2 separate regions of the Sus scrofa genome follow, and region 2 is linked to region 1. A link is a contact called in public Hi-C data. All regions are on one chromosome and are shown on one strand. The core of a region is the stretch at or near the end of the contact, and the rest is flanking DNA. Distances in the headings are between cores, read along the strand shown.

Evidence for each region. Hi-C and Micro-C count contacts between places; a contact is called where the count stands out from the background.
Region 2: a contact with region 1 is called in a Hi-C map of fetal heart ventricle, with 2.1 times the contacts expected there. The contact joins the promoter of FAM129A here to the enhancer-like site in region 1. A contact is called at or near these places in 4 of 47 Hi-C or Micro-C datasets (alveolar macrophages, blood, embryonic fibroblasts and 1 more) and 1 of 2 datasets of contacts at active chromatin or transcription factors (alveolar macrophages).

Annotation. Positions count from the first base shown.
Region 1 is chr9:126,130,318-126,133,368 of Sscrofa11.1, forward strand. The region is part of intron 1 of FAM129A (protein Niban-like); the gene reads right to left. Among named protein-coding and RNA genes, the nearest start is that of FAM129A, 41 kb to the right of the region's middle. Within about 2 kb of position 1,529, at least 10 of the 83 cell types and tissues checked have an H3K27ac peak or open chromatin away from gene starts, as enhancers often do.
Region 2 is chr9:126,171,162-126,174,212 of Sscrofa11.1, forward strand. It overlaps FAM129A (protein Niban-like), which reads right to left and starts at 1,418. Exons shown (of 14, transcript NM_001243219.1): 1 at 1,194-1,418. The coding sequence starts at 1,248. RNF2 (E3 ubiquitin-protein ligase RING2) reads left to right here and starts at 1,476. Exons shown (of 7, transcript XM_021102634.1): 1 at 1,476-1,498.

The sequences.
Region 1 (3,051 bases), core at 279-2,778:
GCTTGACTATTTCTTTTCTCATTTGCTTCTATATTACAGTGTTAACACATGATTCTTTCAAAATATATTAAACATTTATTATATACACATAATTATAGTAAGTGAATCGGTAGGAGTAGAAGTAAAAGGAATGATTCTCCCCACTCTACCCCGACTGATTCTCTTTTTCATCCTTTTCACTTTTATGTGAGGCACACCCACCACCCACTCCCTAGCCCCGGTCCCACTCCCCCTCCAGACATGCAAATGATTATAATGTCACTGGGAAAAGACCTCAAACATACTGGGAAATGTACTAAGCAGGTAAAACACAATGACACTAAATCGCTTTTCTTAATAGTTTCATTACATTTGACTTCTAATTAAAATTTCTGTGGCCATCTATGACCAGAGAAACTCCCTTCCTTGGAATTCCAGCCAGTTCTTTTCTAATTCCCAAAATACTTTTTTTTTTTTTTGTGGTCAGCATTTTTGAAATATAATTTACATGCCATAAAAGTTACTAATGTTAAGAGTAAAATTCAATGAGTTTTGACAGATGTTTATAATTGTACAACCATTACATGATCATGATATAAAATACTTTTATCACCTCTAAAAACTCAGTTTTACAAAAAACAATTCAGGCTGTCTTTCTAACAAATAAGAACATTTATTCCCATTTAAATGTTCAGGTACCCTAAAATCATAATAGTGTTTTATTTATTTTTGGCTGCATCTACAGCATGTAGAAATTCTTAGGCCATGGATTGAGCCCAAGCTACAGTAGCATCCAGCCCGCAGCAGTGACAACACCAGATCCTTAACCTCTAGGCCACCAGGGAACCCCCTAAAATCATAATTTTAAATGATTCCACGTAATGTTGTGCTTCGACTTACTAAGTGAGATTTAGTAAGTCTGTTTCTAAAAGTTTGAAAAGAAAGTCTATGCCACTTAATTTTTTAAACAGCAACTTCCTAGAAGATTTCTTTTCACCTCAGAAAAGAAGAAATATTAAGTTTTAAAGCACTCATTTAGTTTTTGAGAAATCTCATTGATTTGAGAATTTTCTTCTGAAAGTATGTCTTTTTCTCTACCAAATAGATTGAACACTTAAATTTTGGCTTTTTTTCTTAATATTATAAAGCAAATGTTGGCTAATTGTGTCAGCTCCATTAATGCTTAGTCAAAAATGTAAGAGTGTACTGGATAGACCAGATTATCATGAAATTCCATCAGGAAGATTTGTCTAACTTTTACTGAGCATTGAGCTTGGTACTTTAAACATTATCACAAGTCACCAACTAACGAGCTGTAAGACCACGCCCAGCAGACTAGAGCACTAGCAACCCTCCGGAGATGGTAATAGGCATAAGATCAAAAACAGGATTCAAGAATCCTTCTATCCCAAGAGAATGTCCAAAGGATCAATGTGCTTCAAGCTGCAAACTGCAGTTTCATGTTTCAATGACCCTGGCTGCCAAACACCAAGGCACCACTGAGTTTTCCTTACCTATCAACTCTCACAGTCCAGGACTGTCCAGTTTGCTGGGCTTTTCTTTATCATCTTTCACAACTTCCTATTCAAGGACTCTTTTACCAGTAAGACCCTGAAGAAAAATGGATAGAGTAAAACTCAAATCTATCCATCTTTCAAATGATCAGCAATGAAATAAAAGTCTCCAGAGACTGAACTCCTGGTAACCTACTGAAAGGAAAGTTTGAAATTTCCTCAATTCAGAGTGAAGGCTGCTAAGGACTTCCCAGGTGGCTCATGACATAACTACATGGTGTTGCTTCTACAGAGTGAAGGCTGCTAAAATACAGATGTATCTGTCAGCCTTCAGCCTGGAAGATAAAGAGACAGACAGTTTGAAATTTTTTTGGCAGATTTCCCACATCTCTATGTGAGGCATGCTCCTTAGCACAGAGATGCATGCAATGAGCATGCTCAGAGTGATAAGAATGAAACTAAGGAGAGCAAATTATGATTTCAACACACGATTTCCTGTGTGTATAAGAAAAGATATACTTTACTAAATAAGGACCACCAGGAAGTAAATCAGACAAGAAGGAACTCAGACAGAAGCACAAAATCATCTATTAAATAAATTCTTAACAGGTGCAAGGGCAAACATGGCTATGATGACTTTATATGCAAACATATAACCACCAATTTGGCAAATAGAGTTCAGGAGTATGGATTCTCAGTGCTTCAGCCTCCTTCATGGAAGAACCTTTGGTAAGATGACTGTGGTCCCCAAATGTACTTTATGGTTTTAGGACATGAGTTAGTACACATCATGAAACCAGAACCACAAAGGGATGTGGTTCAACTAATTTAGTCTTAAGTGATAGAGGCAATACTTCAGCAAGATGTAGACTGGTCCCTGGCATGTTTTAAATATATTTCATTGCTCCTAAAATACAGTTTCTTCATATTTTAACATCTCTAAATTGTGACTATGTTTTATAATCAATGGGGTCTTAGAATTGTCTTCCACGAAGTTGCTACCATAGTGTGATTGCATGTGCACAGATTTGGCCATAACTGTTCACACATTGTCATTTTAACTGAGCTTTGTTTGCAGTTAGCACTGAATTTAATTGGCATTTTTATATGCTTTTAAAAGATTATACTGATTTGACATCGCAACAAAAAAATCATTGTGTAAGTAGAAAGGCATGGAAATGGAGTTGCAAAATAAATTTTATGCTAGTGGAGTAAGTATTCACTTTGGGGAAATGACCATAAGTCCTTATCTCATAGCAAAGCAACAGTTTTTTAATGAGATTTAAACAAGAGGTAGAGGAAGTTGAGTTGCATGTTGGTACAAAGATACGCACGGGACTGTCCACCTAATGCCAACGGACACAACTGAAAGCGAGTGAAAGTGCCAAATAACTCAGAAGAGATGCAAGAAATGTTCAAGCAAGGATAACCTGGCACGGCCAATTCATGATCATTAAACATAATTGGTAGAGATTTTTTTCACAATGTGCATAAGATAGTGTACACTCACAATTGAGATTACATGCAAAGCAGCAAAACACTGTAGTCAGATTTGTCT
Region 2 (3,051 bases), core at 168-2,667, 41 kb after region 1:
TGAAAGCACCAGAGCAGAAGTCTGGAAAATCAATTACATCGCTCTCTAGTGCCCTGATTTGATATCCTTTTAAAACGATTTTCAAGGTTGTGGTAACTGAAAACAAATATGGAATAAGGACAACTAAATAAATGCTTTTCTCTTAGAAAATGGTTCAGGAGCCAGAAAAGGGTATCAGGAAGAACTTTACTTTTTTCTTTTTCTTAACATTATTAAGTGTAATATCTAGTTTAGAAGATACTTCTAACGGGAGAAAAACACTAAACTCACAAACTAACCAAATGTTAGGTAGTGGTTGTGGGCAAAGTTTGGAGGGAGGAAAGAGAAAGAAGCCAATTACACCCAGGAGAGAAAGAATCACTATTTCCTGCAGTTTCAGCTGTTTGGTTTTTGTTTTCTTCTGCCTCACTCTTTTCACTGTATCACTATATCCCCGAAAGCCTCCCAAATGAGTTTGTCCCCATCTAAAACTTTAGCAACTGTTACACAGCAGGTCAGCGTTCCTCTTTTGCTTCCCCTCGTCTGCGGGTAAGTAAAGGTAACCACACAACATGAGAGCGTAATGACATTGTCCTTTCTGCCTCTGATGAAATCATCCCGCAAGTGACATTATGAAGTTCAAGTGAAACTTTGGCCGACGCCGCGTTTTACAAAACCAGGCCAACAGTACCAGGAGGGAAATTCTGCTTCATAGGCCGGGAATCCCCAGGGAAATCTCTAGAAGCGAGGGATATCCCCCACTGTTCTTTTTGCGGCAAGTTCAGAAAGGGCTCAGAACTGAGTCCAGGGACAGGTACAGACAGGATGGGGAGGTGTTGCTGGGCTGGGGTGGGGTGCAGAAGAGACATCGAGGCGGGCCGAGTGGAGGAACCGGGGTGGTCCCCCACTCCGTAGCCTGCACCTGTTTCTCCCAGCCTTCCGGCGGCGCTTCCCAAAGCATCCCCAGCCCGCTCACCTGGCTGCAGCGCCCCCCACCCCGGCCAGGGCTCGTGGCGAGCTGCCCTCCAGCTGGAAGAACGCTGGCTGAGAAGACGCCGTGCCCCCTGCCAGGCCCGCGCCCGCCGGAGGAGAGCGGACCGTGGAGGGCGGGGGATGGAGGAGGGAGTCTGCGGGCACCTCTGGGGTCGCGCCCAGTAGGGCCAAGGCTCGAGGCGGACCGGCGCCGCGCTCCCGGGAAGCCCCGGCGGGCGTACCTCGGATGTAGGCGCACTTGCCCTCGTCCAACTGGCTGGAGGCCGAGCCGCCCATGGCGACGGAAGGTGCAGGAGGATGCTGAGCGCGCGGCTGCCCGGCCCACTCCCCCGGCGGGAGGGACTGCCACTCCCGTCGGCGCCCGCTGCCCGCTCCTGGAAGCCGATGCGACGGAGATCTGAGCGCTGCAATTAAAGGACACACTTCCTCCGAGAGGCGCGGCCTTCTAGGGCGCCTCCTCCGGGTCCGCGCCCTCTGAGGATCTGTGGGCTGGCCCCGGGGCTGCCTTCCCGCCTTCGCTTCACTGGTGAGTTCTGAGGGGAAGTGTGGCCTGGAACGACTTTCAGCTCCTTCTCCTTCTCTTCGCTGACTTCTTATTTTCACCTCGAGTCAGAGGACAATTTCCCTGGTAATGGGAAACCCCTGTGAGCCGGACCCTTCCCCCTCACATCCCACGAGGTGGAGTTCAAAAGCCCCCTGCTTTGCACGCTCTTCCCTCCAGGACAGGAAGCAACAGTTCTCAAACATCACCTACGAACATATTAGAAATCCAAAATCTCAGCACCTCCCTCTACACACACACACACACACACACACACACACACATACACACAGATACACACACGCACACACACCCTCCCCAATTAGAAACTGGGAGTAGGGCCCAGCAATCTGTTTTCACAGGCCCTCCAGGTAATTCTGACGCCTGCTGATGTTTGAAAACCAATGATAAACTTGCCTTCCTGCAGCCAAGAAGTTGGGCCAAGGAGGAAATGGGGAATGAAGGAAAAAAAGACAGAAATAGAAAAAATTAGGGAGGCATTCCCGTCGTGGCTCAGCGGTAAGGACTCCCGCTAGTATCCATGAGGATGCTGGTTTTAACCCTGACCTCCACCGGTGGGTTAAAGATCCTACGTGGCTGTGGCTGTGGCTGTGGCTGTGGCTAGGCCAGCAGCTGGAGCTCCCATTGGACCCCTAGCCTGGGAACATCCATATGCCACATATGTGGCCCTAAGGAAAAAAAAAAAAAAAAAAAGCAAAAGTTAGGGAGAACCTGACTGTGGGTCCTACTGTATACTCCCAGTCTAGAAACTTCTTAAGACTTGATCAAAGTCTGCTCTTACACTTTTAGGTTCAGTTCCTCTCCTAGACAAACTGGAATGCGTTCATTAGAAAGGGCACTTGTTCTTTTCCCACAACCACTGTTTAGCTTGGCAGCTTTTCCCAAACAAGAACCAGCTTGGTAGAAGGGTCAACACTCATGTCTTCCTATTCTTAGCAGTCAGCTCGTAGTGACTCCTATTGACGTAACCTCCAAGGTCAAATGAGCTGTTCAGACAAGAAGCAGGTCTGAGGAGGACTTTGGAGGCTTTTTCCTTCAAAGTTAATTATCTAGCGTTTTAACACAGAGATGTCTCATACCTCACAATCTCTCACACCTTTCCAATCCATCAGTAAATCCTTTCAAATCTACTTGCAAAATATATCCACTATCCCACCATTTCTCCTCCCCTCCACTGCTATCAACCCCGCAATTTCTCACATGGATAACTACAATAGCCTCCTGAGCTCCCTCCTTCAGAAAAAAAGCCACCAAGTCTATCGCTGACATTAGGCCAGACTTCCTCTCTGCCCTCATTTCCCACCCACTCTCCCTCCCCCTTGCTCTCTTTGTTCCAGCCCTACTGGCCTTTTTGCTCTTCTGGGACACTCTAAGCTTAGGGCCTTTGCACATGCTCTTTCTTCTCCTAGGTTTCTCTTCACTCAGATAATTCACAAGTCTTACTCTCCAACCTTCTCGCTTCCTTTAAATCTCTACTTAAATGCTAACATCTTAGAGAGGCTTTTCTTAACCCCCTA